3 separate regions of the Mus musculus genome follow, and regions 1 and 3 are each linked to region 2. The links are chromatin contacts, called in public Hi-C maps. All regions are on one chromosome and are shown on one strand. Each heading gives the region's core, a stretch centred on a gene start, on an enhancer-like site or on the middle of the called end of the contact. The rest is flanking DNA. Distances are from core to core; before and after follow the strand shown. Region 1 overlaps Trappc9 (trafficking protein particle complex 9). Region 2 has its middle 51 kb from the start of Col22a1. Region 3 overlaps Trappc9 (trafficking protein particle complex 9).

Region 1 (4,917 bases), core at 474-2,973, 590 kb before region 2:
CTCTGCAGCCTTCTCAAGCTGCGTCCGTGTACCCACATCGTCCCTCTGCCTAGGCTTTCTCTGAGGGATCAGTAACTAGCTGTGCACGGCTGGACCAGAGCCCTGCCTCCTAGGAAAGCAGCTACTCATGTGTCACTCTTACATGGTGTCTGGAGCAGGGGCAGGGGCATCTGTGGGCTCCCTGATCTCCTGAGTTCCTGCTGAAAGCAGACCCGTTTATGTGAGAAGAGGAGGAGTCAGGGAGATGCAGTTGTTTCAGTTTGAGTAAGGTCAAGTTCAGATGCCGCCGTGTGGGGTTCCCTGGCCATGGCATGCTTCTGCGCACACAGGGTTCCGGTCACATCTCTCATCAGAATTGATCCCATTCCCGTACAAGTTCCTCTACGATCCAAGAGACCAGGCTCTGGGGAGGCACCAGACAAGTGTCCAGAGTATCACCAGCTAGCTGGGGCTAAGTCCATGGGCGTTTTGCATTTTCTCTACCACGATTTTCCCTGGAAGTCCCTCATGGAGGCCTGTGGGCAGAGAGCTGTGAATTGTCTCCCAGCATGATCTCTTTCAAACTCAGTTTTGTGGGATGGCTCTGGGCATGGGATGAAGCCTTCATAAGAAAGATAGGTGGGAAGAGAGAGTCCATAGCTGTCCAGCCGGCTGGCTGGACTGATGTACAGCTGAGCAGATAGATGGACAGTTGGGTAAACAGAGTCAAAAGAGTCACCATGCCGTGACTAGTGAAAGTGTAGATGGTAGTGTGCCCTTGCAAACCAGTAAGTGATTGGGTCAGCCAGTTCACTGACATAGCAAAGAATCCTCCTAAAACCAGTGACTTACACAACCCAGGCTTGTCAGACGTGTTGTGCATCGCTCTTTCTTGTGGTGAAGGGTGACTCAGTTTATTCTAGGACAACGATGATACGGAACTGCAAAAAAGCCCTTGGGAGCTCCTGTCTCTCTGAGGGACACTGATTTGGGACTAGTTATGAAGAGTCAAAGTGCTGGGTCAGGAGGTGGGGTTGTAGTGGTGACTGGCTTAGTCACCTGAGTAGCCAAGGTGGCCACTACAGAACTGGACAGTGACTGAGGTCATGTGTGGAAGAGGACAGAGTGCCTTCCTAGCATGTGTGAGGCCCTGGGTTCAACCCCCAGCACCATAGTTAACCATCATCATCATCGTTGTCGTCATCATCATCATCATCATCATCGTCATCGATAGTAATCACCACTGAGATGGACACTCAGCACCAGTTATGTCCAATTTTGGACATCACAACACAACACTGTCATCTTCAAAGTTCAAAAACAATTAAAAAGCCCCTCTTAAGTAAGTTTGTGATCTCTTTCAAGCCATTATCACGGCTGTGAGTGGTACACACATATACAGCCTGGGAGTCATCAGTCAAACGCCACTGCTGGCTTAAGCCTCAGGGGTCTGCTTCACTCTCAATCCTCTGGCTTCATTTGCTATGCGTAGCTGATGAGAGTGCAGGTACCAGGTCATTTGAGTGACGGCTTGATTTCCAAAGAGGATGGGCAAAGGCCTCCCGTGTCATTGGGGTCTGGTGTGCCTAGCAGGAAAGAGCAGAAAGGTTCAAGGAGGACCAGGAAAATGAGAGCACCAGGCCATCTTCTGGACAAGGTCCCAGAACCTCCAGGATAGTGGACATTGGTGCCAAGCCAGAGCGAAGCAAGCTGGAACAGCAGATGGCTGAGGTATGTCTCAACAGGATGACCCAGAAAAGCCTCCTCACCCCCTGGCCTGTTTTTGCTCTTTGGAAGGAGCCTGCTGGTTCTGCCTCAGGGACTGTGAGATTTATCAAAGCATAGGCCACAGGGCATGTCGCTTAGCTCCAGAAATGACCATCCTCATGGTATCCCCCCTGATGATACTTATTGAATAGACACATGCTGGGATGTAACCCAGAACACACGCTTGACCCACCAGATAATTGTAAGCAAAACCCATCCATGGCAAAGAGTCATCCTGTACCCCCTGATGTCTCAGGAAGTCCTGTTGTTGTGTTAGGGAACACAATGCAGCCCTGAAGCAGAAGAGGGGAGCTGTAGCTCTAACATCTGCGGCACGGCTCAGAATGCAGCGACACGCTCCAGGGGAAAGCTGTGTGGTCCAGATTCCAAAAGGCCACCTAGCACCACCGTGTGACTTAGGCTGGGGGCCCAGCTGCCGTGACGCTGAAACAGGGGGCCTCGGGTTACCCACCGTGAACTGACCATTGCAGAAGCCTTCAGGACATTATCACTCAACTCCTGATATCTGCAGGACACTGTGTACCGAACGGATCTGCCTCTGGGCTTGCCCGCACAGCCTGTCTAGACAGTAAACCCGCAGTGGGGCTTTGGCTTTTGAAGTGACATCACCCAGCATCAGGAAAGCCGCCAGGGGAAGCTGCCAAGGCGAAACAGAGAGGAAACAATGCTCTCAGATTCGAGCATGAGGTACACAGCTCAGGAGCATTTTTAAGCACTGTGATCCATTCAAGTATACAGGCTTCTATTTCAGGGTCTGGGAAATAAACATATATATATATGCATATTTACATAGAGAGCAGTATCTATATATTTGTCCGCTATATATAGGAAGTGATCCAACTTGAGCTCTGTGCACACAGAGATTTTTTTGAATATATATTTATATATAATAACAGATCTATGCATATTCCTGAGAGCCTACCCTGGTTCACATTATAAAATGATGGACTGTATTCTGGATTGTTTATGGCCACTATTAGCCCCTTTACACATTCATTCATTCTCTTTCTCCCTCCCTCCCTCCCTCCCTCCCTCCCTCCCTCCCTCCCTCCCTCGCACTCTCTCTCGCTCTCAGGGGGGAGGGAAAAGCTCTCTCATGCATATATATGTTTTACTGGCCTTCTGTAAGAAGCATTGTGCACTTCAGTGTGAGGAGCAGTGAATGATGCTTTCTTTGCCAGGTGCTTGGAAACTTGTGAAGGAACTGAACAAAGTATCAGTCCCCTTGGATGAGCATGCATGGACCTGCAAGACCACCAGCTAGCTATAGCTGCTGGCTCTCTTGGGCTCTGCAGGCTCAGTGGTTGGGTTGTAAACCATCACCCACCACATTCCTTATCTCCTGCTCCCCTGCACTGTTTTGCTACTCGAAGTCTTATAAGACAGCGATTCAGAGTGAGTATCATCCAGGAGAGACAGTCGTACCCTTGGGTATGGTCTGGGTAAGGGGCCAGAAACCATTCACCAGTCTCAAGTCCAGGTTCCTGGGATCCCAGGGCCCTGCTCACTGGTGCAGGACACACATTGTCCCGGGAGAGGTCTAATGTAGTCCTGTCATCTCCAACCACTCCTCTGGGAGGTAGGTGTTCCATCTTTCCTTTGAACCCAAGACAGGGTTGGCTCTTCCTTCCCATCTTCCTGTGTCCTGCCAATCCCTGGCTTTGCACTTTCCGTCCCCCTCAATTCTTTCTGCATGTCAGGGTCCCATGAGGCTAGAAGCCACACACCCAGATCTGGCTCACAGCTTCCTTGTGATAAACACCATTGAACAAGTGACTCCAAAAAAAGCATATTCTGATTGACCCGCACAGATAGCTTCCAGAGCTTGCTAATGTCTTGGGGTGATAAAGAGAACTATTGATCTGAGGTGACATTGATTGACCAGGCCACCCAGATGACTGGACTCCTTGCTGCTCCAGGATGCTCACTCTGTCTCTCACACTGTATCCAATAGACACAGCACTGTAGCAGCATCAAAGACTGATGGGAAATAGGAAGGTGCTTCCTGGGGTGCAGTTTATTGCTCACCTGTGAGACCATTTGCTGCTGTGGTCATTGGGCAGCTTCCGATATGGCTAGAATAGTGTTTGCTGACACCGACTAACAGGGGCTCAGCAAAAAACTTACATTTCTTTCAGAGCCTGCCCAAACAGGTGTTTATCTAGATAGTTTGCAAATATCTATCTTCATTTGTTTATTTCCCAAATAATACATCCACCGTACTTGTGTAGTTTTCTGTGTTCACGTCATCCCACCAGGCTCTATTTGGTGAGTTCTGCAGATTGTCATGGACTAGCTGGAGTCTGGGACTGGGCCATTGATAAAAGGCAGCAGATACAGTATTCTCTTGGCTTCCACCCTCCTGCCTTGTTGCTGCCTTTGGGAGGCAGAACTAAGAGCTCAATTCAATTTAGGTTAGATTCTGATATTCTCTTCTGTAGGGAGTCTCCTGGCCAGTCATCAGCTCTTCAGAACCCTTAACAACCTGGCACTTCTCAATGAGCCAGACTGCCTCCCTGTAGTTGTGGATTTCTGAGCCCCAGCTTCTCTGACCATTCTGTCACTGTCCTCCTGAAGTTTGAACCCTATACCTCAGCTACTTTCTGGTGGCCTCTCTGTTGTTGTTTTGTCTCTGATCCCCTTGCCCTCTCTTCTCTTTTTAGTCTCTCACCTCGGTTACCATTTCCTGTTTTGCTTGCTTGTCTGGAATCCCAGGAGGCAGGAAGCCACACATCCAGATCCTGGCTCACAGGGGTCCTGGCTCACAGGGGTCCTATAGCAAGATGGTGCCTCCTGCTGCCATCCCAGCTGGAAGCTTTCCCAGAGGTCCCAATGCTTCCCAGTCTGTATTGAGTCAAAGTCTCTCCTGGAGACTTTTTGGCTTCATTTGGTATACCCTGAGCCAATGCAAGGATGTCTGAGGCCCTAAAAGGCCACACCTTGTCTGTTGGGGTTAGTTAGGTTTGGCTAAGTAGCTGAAACCTCAAAATGATAGTGGCTTCAGTAAAGTGCATAGGACAGAGTCAGTGTGACCTGCCAAGTTCCAGAGTTCAGGACTTACTCTTATCTTATCTCCCACCATATATATAGCTCCTGGAATCTGAGACCTTGTGTGAACCAGGTGCCATCAGGAAGCAGAGAAGGTGTCAT
Region 2 (4,877 bases), core at 2,133-4,632:
TCCGCATTCAGCGGGAAAAGAAACCGGAGGCACAGTGAATCCGACGATGAGATCATAAAGCATGGAGGGCACAGTGTACATGCAGAGTTGATTGAAATTCAGAGAGCAAAAGCTACTGCAGGATGATAAATAGGAGACTTGGGTAATTAGGCATGCTGCTTCATCCTAAAGATAGGTGATGGCTCCCACAGAGCTCTGTGCTGGCAGACTCTAACCCAAAGCTCCATTAGAGTGCTTTAAGGTCACTGGCCCCAAATGATCCATTTGAGTGGGCATCTATTTATGCACAAAATGCAAAGATGGCTCAATAACCAAGAATCTTGAAATGGGATTCAGCACTTTTATATAGTAAAGAAAGAAAGGGCTGGGGTGTTGAACTTGGAAAAAGAAATATATAACTTTGGCATGGCTTTATAGTCTAAAACAGGGACAAACAAGGACTTATTTAATCCATTTGACTAAAAAGTATATGAAAAGATATATTCATAGACCAGGTCATGTTCATAGATATTAAAAACATTCCAGGTTTGGAATATGGTACAAGCATCCTGGTACTGGTCAACAGTCCAGGCTGGAAGTTAGGTAGGAAGATATGAGAATGAGCTTGAGGTTGGGCTCAGAGGGGTCACCATCTGTCGGCCAAGGCTTTCTCTCTGGGGACACCTAGTATGTTTCTTATTGCTGTCAGGCATCTAGATCCCTAAACAAAAACCAACTTAGGGAAGTGTTTATTTTAACCCACGGTTTGAGGCCACAGCCCTTCAGGGCAGGAAGGTCATAGGTTCAGGAACATGAGGCAGCTGGTTACATGGTAGGGAGTAGGAAGAGACTAGTGTCAGGGTCTAGCTTGTTATCTCCTTTGTACATATTAGAGGACTCACGCCCGTGGAATACTGCCATCCACAAGTACCGTAGGTCTTTCTTCTTTAATGAATCTAATCTAGATGAGATTCACAGACATGACTATGGTGATCCTAAATCTCATCAGGTTGATGGTGAGATTAAACATCCCAGTGTACTGACAAACAGCAATAATATGGCCACAGAATAATAAGCACGGAAACTCATTAACACACTTTGTATTATTATTACGTTGTTGTTGTTGTTAATCTTAATACGATAGGGTTTCACTCTCTAGTTCAGAATTTGAATTTGTAGTCTCTTTCCAGTGCTGGGTGGGATCGCAGGCATGCACCACCACACACAGCTATTTTTCTCTGTGCTATTCTGTGTTTTAAATACTACAGATTACAAGGGTAGAGATGCATATCCAGGAAAAAGAAAATGTTCAGATGGTACATAAGAGCAGGTGGTAAAATGTGAATTTCTCTTCACCTCTCAGCACAGTGCCCCAAAGACTCTCAGCTCCTCTGGGAGTGTTACTAGCCCAGGCTGCAGCTACACAGACATCTAACATAACCAGGCACACATTACAACCTGACCTTCACGATTCATGTCTCTCATCAAGTAGTGCACCTTATTCATTGAAACAGCCGAACAAATCTCATCACGTCGAATAGAATAGATTCCTCTCCAAGAGAGACTATCTCTTTTATTTCATAACCAAGCAAACCTCCATCTCTTCTTGCCAGGCCCTCAGCCCTCAGCCCTCAGCCCTCTGCCCTCCCTGTCTAATCTCTACTCTCCTTTAGTCTGCCCTGCACACCTCAGTAAAACCCACTGTTCTAAATCAAAGTCCTGGATGCTCATCTTGGAAGATACCACTGCAGTTTGACACCTTCTCAGCCATGAACTTGGAATATACCTCTTAAACACTCTGTGTTCCTGCTCCCTCTGTCGTTGCGTTTTATGTTATCATTACATAATTCCTGAGCCTTCATACTTTAGTGAAGGTGGCTATTTAGTTCATAGTTCTGTATACTCAAAAGTCATAGGTAGAGTAGATTCATAGTAGATTACTCTGTAATGAGGGACCCTTCATTGGATCATGATTTGAGAGACGGAAAGGGAAGCCACCATGTGCAGAAGGGCCTGCTGTGTAGGAGGGCTAACTTTATAAAAATCAGTTGGGAAAACACATTGCTAATCCCTTCCAGATCATGCCTACTATGTCACAACTTCACCAGCTCTCATCGCCTCAGTCTTAGACACACAATCAAGAAGATCAAGCCTATGGCTGCCACATGAGCCCTCAGAGATCAAAGCAAATGGGGGCCATCACAGATGCTTGCCTCATTGACCTCCTATAAGAGAAAGAGGAAAGGGAGATGATACAGGCCAATCGTGTGCTCAGAACAATGCCGGACAATTCAGTGTTCAGGGTCCAGCAGCTGCCATAATTAATGAGTATTTACTTGTTCTCAGTGTCTACTTATAAACAAACCTGAGGTTTGTATCCGATGCCTTTAAAACTATGGACTCAGCTTGAGGGTCAACTGCACTGTCTATGGTTGGTCTTTCTTGACTGCCCTCAGCCTTTTCCTACAGGCCCCTGGATTCTGAGCCTTTACTAATGTCCTGAGGATATCACTAACACCTCTCCTTCCACCCTACTGTTTCTGACTCCTGTGCAGCTCTGTACTTAGATGCTTGTCTTAGCTCTAAGCTACTACCTTCACCTGTGGTCCTTATTCCTGCCCATTTGTTCCTCCCTCCCACCACCAACATAATTTCCTTTAGGTTCAGGTACCCTGTGGTTATGGCATGAGCCTTTTCAACCCAGATTAGTGGTGCATTGGGCCACCACTCTATATAATGCATCATAGCCCAGCAACTAAGTTCCCTGCTACCTATTCATAGGTAGCTTCCCAGTCTCACTTGCACAGTGAGGCCTCTGGAGGAGCCCCACTGCATATCAGGTACCCTTCTATCCTTTCTCTATGCCTCCTGGTCTCTGTGATGGTTCCACCTCCTTATAGCCAACATATCACCCACCACCTACACCAAGCACCAATTATAAAGCAGTTATCAATAATAGTTAGCAATCAATCAACAGCTAAGCACACAGTCAGTGCTATTCCGGCTTTATGTGGACGAATCTACCAGGACAGTCTTAGGTACCATTATCCCTCTCATCTTATATATTAAGTTGCAGTCAGAGGCCGAGCTGTGGGCCTCTGGCAATGGGATGAAGACCATCCTCTCTCCTAAGTCTCACACTTCTGTGTCCTTTACATCTGAATTTACAGACACTAAAGTCAGCTTCCCAAGCAAATACAAGCTGTTTTCCCAGCTAAAACTGTCTCTAAGCAAGATGACAGTCATCCTTCATTATCTTCATTCTGCCTTCCTGGCCAGCCTCAGACACTGCGGCTGATGCCTGTTTTCATTCCAGAAAGTTCCTCCCCAGGTGATCCCTGCACAGGCTCAGTATTGCCACACTGCAGGGGTGAGCGGAGCACATAGGAAGTTCTTTGCTGCCCCCTGCTGTTCAGCATGAGCTATGAGGGGGGAAAGAACCTGACAGATTGTCTTCCTCCCCCAAATGTCGGTCTCAGTTTCCATGGATCTTGTTTTGCAGAGGTCTCTCTTAATGCAGTTTAGTTTAGTGTAGCATTTTCCAGACTTGATTTCCATCTCCTCGTGGCAGATGCTTAAGCGAGTCCCCCAGCTAACCCAGGTTGTAGCCCAGCATAGGGAAAGTACACTCAACAAAAAGCCCAAACAGGGATCTGATAGATGCCAACTCTCTCCTCATATGAGACTGGCCACCGAAAATGTCATTTTCTAAACATCTCTCCATATTAAAGACGGATTAAATCAACACTTCACTGTGCTGTTTAAGAACTGCTGGGCTGTTGTGATCATAAAAAGATAAAGAAATAATAAGATATGTTCTATGGGGGTGTGGTGAGGTGTGGGAGAAAGGGGTGCCTTAGCCAGCCCATGCCAAGGCATTCTTCCCCCTGAGAGACCAGCCACACTATGGTATAGCATAGAATAGAGTTTATTTAGGACATGGGGAGGGGAGTTAAGAGAGTAGTAGAGGCAGAGAGAAGGAAAGAGAAGTAGAGGCCAGCCATGACCACGGGGAGAGAGGGGGGAAGGGAATGGAGAGGGGGGGAACAAGGGGGCAAGAGGCAAGAGAGTAAGAGAACAAGAGAGAGAGGAGGGGGCAAACAGACACTCTTAGAGTGGGCCAGACCTACCTGGCTGTTGCCAGGTAACTGTGGGGTGGAGCTTAGACAGAATCCCAACATGGGCCACTGGTTTGTCCTCTGTTTCAGCTGGAGAGAAAAAAAAGGGCCAAATGTTAAGGAGGGCACCAAGCAACACAAAGAAAGGAAAGGAAACCACAAATATCCCTGTGTTAACATCCTTTCACTTGAGAAGTGGCTCACCTGTGAAGTCTTCATTGTTGGTAGAAGAGCTGATGCTCAAAGTGCTAGACACTGGTTGGGGAAGGGATCAAATCCCCAAAGGAAGAGAAGCCTAGTGAATAAAGGATGGACAGTAAATGCAGACCAAAGAAGGCTCCTGCACTTGTCTTCATGGTCCCCTGACCTGGAGGTGCCTGGCGGCACCTGGCGGCAGGTGTGCCTGACAACTTAACTCCCGCAGCCAGTCCCAGAGACCCAGGTTAAATGACGAATAAACAAAAACAAAAACAAAAAAACAAAACCCCTCACCTCCAGCAAAGCTGTTGGCACCTGGAAATGGAGATGAAAGATGATCTGCATTCAAGGACCTCACGACTGTCTCTTTGAACTCCAGAACTATCTCTCATTTCAGCATTGAGGTTGCCTCCCACACATCAGTACCAGGAGCAGAATCCAGGCCCCAGATCCAGGATCCAGCTCTCTGCTGCTCTCTGGTTCCTCATTCTTTCTCTTGCTTTCTTTCTCTCCTCCCAACTTCCCTCTTCCTCCCCCCTCCCTCCGCTCCCCTTCTCTGTGTGTTGTTTTTAGATTATTTAT
Region 3 (4,763 bases), core at 1,697-4,196, 540 kb before region 2:
GGGGCTTTCTTCCAGGATCCAAGATGCCCTGATTGAGCCATGCACTAGCCCCTTAAACTGGAAGTCACATGAACCCTGAGGCTTCTGAAGCCTCCTGGCTTGGTGTGCTTTGGAGAAGGGGAAGAGGAGGAGAGGAGAGCAGTTGCTGCTTCTGAGAACAAGGACAGTGGTATTTAGAGCAATCCCATACACTCACCTTGCAGGCATCTCTAAGCGACAGCTCTCTTCCAAAAGCCAGTACAGCCCAGAGAAACCGGGGCCTCTATTCAGGATTCTTTGTGCACCCAGCCTAGGGTGGCACCCATGGGTGACTGATAAAACATGGCATAAGCAAAGACACAGTGGGGCCACAGGCTCACATGCCCTCACCATGGTCCGCCTTGCTGGGAAGCAAAACACCTTCATGGCCTCCAATCATTTTGTGGAAAACGTCGGCGATCGATAGGCTCAGAACTTCAGAATCTGATTAGCAGAGACAAGCCGGTTGGCATTAGCATTAGCAGAGTGCTCAAGTTCCTGTTCAAACAGGGCTAAGCTTATCTTTCAGAAAATAGACTGTTTTCGAGGCCTAATAATGGGCATTAACGCCATTAATTTGCAGTAAGATTCAATTTCCTTGGTGTCCTTGCCCATGCGTGTATCCTGATGCAGAGATTGTGCCTTGGGTGTTTTCCACAGATGCATCAGCAGACACCTGCTGTACCAGTTGGACAGTGACACGTGGTAATAATGTTCTCCAGCCCAGCTAGGCCCCAAATAACTCTATTACTGAGAGGAGTGAACCCACTCCAAATGTCCTCCCCACAGGTTGAGAGCAGTGGGAAGAAGGCGGCAGGCAGCAGGCTCCCCCTAATCTGATTACTGGTTTCCAAAGGAGGGTAGTGAAGACAGTGTGCTGGCTGATAGGACTCAGCTCAGGATGGCGACTGTTTCTCTCCCCTCGGTGACAGTGCTCTCTCGGTTGTGCCAGCCTTCCTGCTCTCTGCATCTGCCTGCTTCCAGAGTCTCAGGTGTCCTTATCCTTCATCCTAGCTTCGGAGATGAAAGAGCTGAGAGCCAGAGCTTGTAGACGGCTCAAAGAAGGGGTCTGGGCACTCAGACTCCAGAATATCCAGCCCTAATCCCTGCCAGTCGTATGAGCAGCAGTGGCCGTGGATTCCAGCTCAGAGCTGAACAGAAGATCCAGCTTTCTGTGGCTGATGAGTCTGAAGTGAGGGACACTGAGGAAGTCCCCAAGGCACCGCCCTCCCTGTTGTAGAGTTGAGAAGTATGTCACCTGGGCATGCTGAGGCTGCATCCGACCACACATATGAAGACAGGTGTGCTGAGTCCACTGTGGTAACTAGTGGTAATTGAGTAGACGGGCAGTATGCCCGGCCTAGGCTGTGTCTCTGTCCCTATGATGTCACCCATGGCCCACAGCACCTCAAAGGCAACTCAGAGCTTGGGGCAGGCTTAGGGATCTAAGAGCAGAGTCCCTCCCCACTTCTTGTTCCATACAGCTTGGGCAGATGTGGGCCACACCTCTCACTAGACAGGGAGTCCAGACTCTTGTTTGGGTACCCTGTGAAGATGAAAGGGAAGGCTGCTGACTCCTTTGGAAGGGACCCATGAGTTTTTATCCAAAAAGATCCAGCCTGGTATTTCTGGGACCTCTTGCACACTTTGCAGATATGCAGATCAACCTGTGTGCTGATTTTCAGCTGTGTCTCTTCACTCTGCAATTCGTTTATGTCTTATGCATTCAGTGTTTCTCCAGACGAACTGAGTGCTTAGTGTTTGAGTCTTTATTTCTATTTCCCTGGGGTGCACATGTGTTGTCTGTCTATTCACCTGTGTGTGCACATGTAGAAATCAGAGATTGATATGCGTGCCCTCTATTGCTCTCTATCCTATTGTCTGAGACAGGTCTCTCAGCGAACCTTGAGCTCACCATTTCCACCATGCTGACCATGTAAGCTCAAGGATGCACCTGTCTCTAGCCCTTTAGAGCTGGAGTTACAGGCACGTCACATCCAGCTGTTATGTGGATGTTAGAGATCCGAACTCCGATCCTTACACTTGCATATCAAGTATGCGTTAGCTGCCACACCATCTCTTCAGCCTGTGTTTGGGTTTTTCAAAAACAAGATGCCCGGACCTGGTGTAACCTGTAGAATATCTGCATAGGGCCTCTAGCTGGACTCTGACCCCAGGAAGGAAAGATGGCTTGGGCGGTTAGTTTGACTTACGGGTTCTGCTGAGTTGATTTGTGTGTGCTGGGGCTTCTCCTGTAACTGTGACTTTGAAACTTCCCTCTTCCCCCTGGCCTGCCCCACCCCCACATCTCTTCTTCCATCCTGAAGAGTCGTCTTTACTTGGAGAGGAAAACAGGTTGTGAGTAGAGTCCTGGTCTGACACAACCCTCGGGCTCTTCAGGAGGGACTGACAACACACACAAGCAGTACCTGGGGAGCTCCATGACAGCCTTAGAGGAACTAGGCTCGCAGCCTGACTTGCTCATGGTCTAGCTGGATGCCTGGAGAGACTCCTTTCTAAGCCCTTCTTTGTCACCTGATGGTGGAGCTATGGTGACTTCATCCCTGCATAGCTGTGAGGAGGGGGGTAGGAGAAAAAAAGCACACCCAGGGCAGCATCTGACATAGAGCAGCCTTCCATCCTTCTGCTGTGACAGTGGCCATCAGCAGCCATTTGCAGTCCCCGTACCACGCTCCGACAGCATCACCCAGCTGGTCGCTGTGCCCATAGGACAGCAGGCTGTCCTGACTGGCCGTGCCAGGGGCACGAGCCCCAGGGCTGTGGCCTGGGGAAGGTCCTGCATGGAGCCCTCCACAGCAGCCCCACTGCTCTCTCTCTCCCCCCAGCAGCGTCTTCGCCCTGCCTGATCCTTAACAGTTTTGACAGGCCAGCCTATTTTTAGAAACCTGTTCCCACTCTTTCTCCCTGTGGGAAAAGGAAAGCAAGTTAAATTTTAGAATTAACCCACCACCCTCCCTCCTCCAGTGTATGCTAGTATATAAACCAGCTACCAGGGAAGGACTGAATTGGGGCATCAGGCAGGAGGGGGTTGGGAAGGCCGCTGTGGGCTGACCACAGTATTCATCAATGCTCTGGGCCTCATCATTTGCGTACCAGTAGGACACAAGTTCAAAGCAGTAAGCAGCTTGCCAGGCTACAGCATGGATTGGAACCTGACAACCTTTGCACTATTGCAGGTGACTGTGGGTGGCCCCATGGGTGGTTGGCTGGCTGTGTGTTATTCATCATGAGGAGGAAGACTGGTGTCTTCTCTTAGCCCCTAAGAGCCTTTGGCCTTTCAAAGCTCTCACACCCCAGCCAATTTGTTCCTGACAGAAGCTCTGAGGAAAAGGCCAAATCAAAACTTCTCGCCCACTCTGCTCTCTGGAACCAGCCTCCAGCTATCCGAGATGAAATCAAAGACCAGATGTCCTGTGGTGACTGGGGCAGGGTGGCATCTCCTGATCCCTGGGCAGAGCCTGTCCATGACCAGTTCACTAACATGTAGGACCCAGCTCAGTCTCAGGGAGTCTCCCAAGAAACATATTCAACTTGAAAATAAGAATTAAAGCCAAGGTTAGTCGTTAGTTTTATAACAGTGTACCTGATCACGACTTGTAAGAAGGTAAATGATATCTGTGTCCTGCGTCTGATCTAGTTACACTTAAGCTTGGGTGGGGACCTCTTCCATTCTGAGGTTTGATTTGAGGGAGGGGAAGATTGGCAGGCCTGGATCCTGGCATCCCCAAATCTGCCTTGCAAAAGACTTCCAGAAAGTAAGCATAGGGGCCCCCACAATGCCCAGGCCTGCAGTAAGGCTAAGTGGCACACCACTGTCCCCAGATCTGTCCTACCCTCTCATCACACCCCTTCCCAGACCACACTAATGACACACAGAAGCCCCATTACCTCTCAGCAGTGAGTAGTCCAGGCCTTGGCCATACCAGTTGGGCATGCTCACAGGCACCTTTCAGCTTGGCGCTCTTTCATTGGACAAACCCAACCTTTCTGAGTGTGTGATCTTATCAGAGCTGATTTGGTATCTGGCATTTCTAGGGCTATGTGATGGTATATGTCAAGGTATCTTAAACTGTTTCCAGTCATGGTATATTTTACCTGGCAAACACACACACACACACACACACACACACACACACACACGCACGCACACACACACACACAGAGTAATGAAAAAAAATACTGATAATAAATTAGAATGAAGTTTATTTAAAAGCAGCTATTTGGTTTTTTTGTTTTGATTTGTTTTTTACTGGATATTTTCTTTATTTACATTTCAAATGTTATCCCCTTTCCTGGTTTCCCTCCCTCCTGGAAATACCCTATCCCATCCTCCCTCCCCCTACTACTATGAGGGTGTTCCTCCACCCACCCACCCACTCCCACCTCCCCACCCTCGATTCCCCTATGGGCATCTATGGAGCCTTCATAGGACCAAGGACCTCTCCTCCCATTGATGCCTGACAAGGCCATCCTCTGCTACATATGCAGCTGCAGCCATGTGTACTCCTTTGTTGATGGCTTAGTCCCTGGGAGCTCTGGGGGGGTCTGGTTGGTTGATATTGTTGTTCTTCCTATGGGGTTGCAAACCCCTTCAACTCCTTCAGTTCCTTGTCTAACTCCTTTATTGGGGACCCCACACTCAGTCCAATGGTTGACTGAGAACATCTGCCTCTGTATTTGTAAGGCTATGGCAGGGCCTCTCAGGAGACAGCCATATCAGGCTC

Evidence for each region. Hi-C and Micro-C count contacts between places; a contact is called where the count stands out from the background.
Region 1: a contact with region 2 is called in a Hi-C map of cerebellum, with 2.5 times the contacts expected there. The contact joins two enhancer-like sites. A contact is called at or near these places in 2 of 484 Hi-C or Micro-C datasets (cerebellum and embryonic stem cells).
Region 3: a contact with region 2 is called in a Hi-C map of cortical neurons, with 4 times the contacts expected there. The contact joins two enhancer-like sites. A contact is called at or near these places in 2 of 484 Hi-C or Micro-C datasets (the N1E-115 cell line and cortical neurons).

The regions. Positions count from the first base shown.
Region 1 is chr15:72,665,872-72,670,788 of GRCm38.p6, reverse strand. All of the region lies in intron 20 of Trappc9 (trafficking protein particle complex 9), which reads left to right. Among named protein-coding and RNA genes, the nearest start is that of Kcnk9, 120 kb to the right of the region's middle. Within about 2 kb of position 1,723, at least 5 of the 459 cell types and tissues checked have an H3K27ac peak or open chromatin away from gene starts, as enhancers often do. A contact at or near this core is called in cerebellum, where this site is marked.
Region 2 is chr15:72,082,331-72,087,207 of GRCm38.p6, reverse strand. It overlaps a transcript of Col22a1 not described here. Among named protein-coding and RNA genes, the nearest start is that of Col22a1, 51 kb to the right of the region's middle. Within about 2 kb of position 3,382, at least 10 of the 459 cell types and tissues checked have an H3K27ac peak or open chromatin away from gene starts, as enhancers often do. A contact at or near this core is called in cerebellum and cortical neurons, where this site is marked.
Region 3 is chr15:72,624,319-72,629,081 of GRCm38.p6, reverse strand. The region is part of intron 20 of Trappc9 (trafficking protein particle complex 9); the gene reads left to right. Among named protein-coding and RNA genes, the nearest start is that of Kcnk9, 79 kb to the right of the region's middle. Within about 2 kb of position 2,946, at least 14 of the 459 cell types and tissues checked have an H3K27ac peak or open chromatin away from gene starts, as enhancers often do. A contact at or near this core is called in cortical neurons, where this site is marked.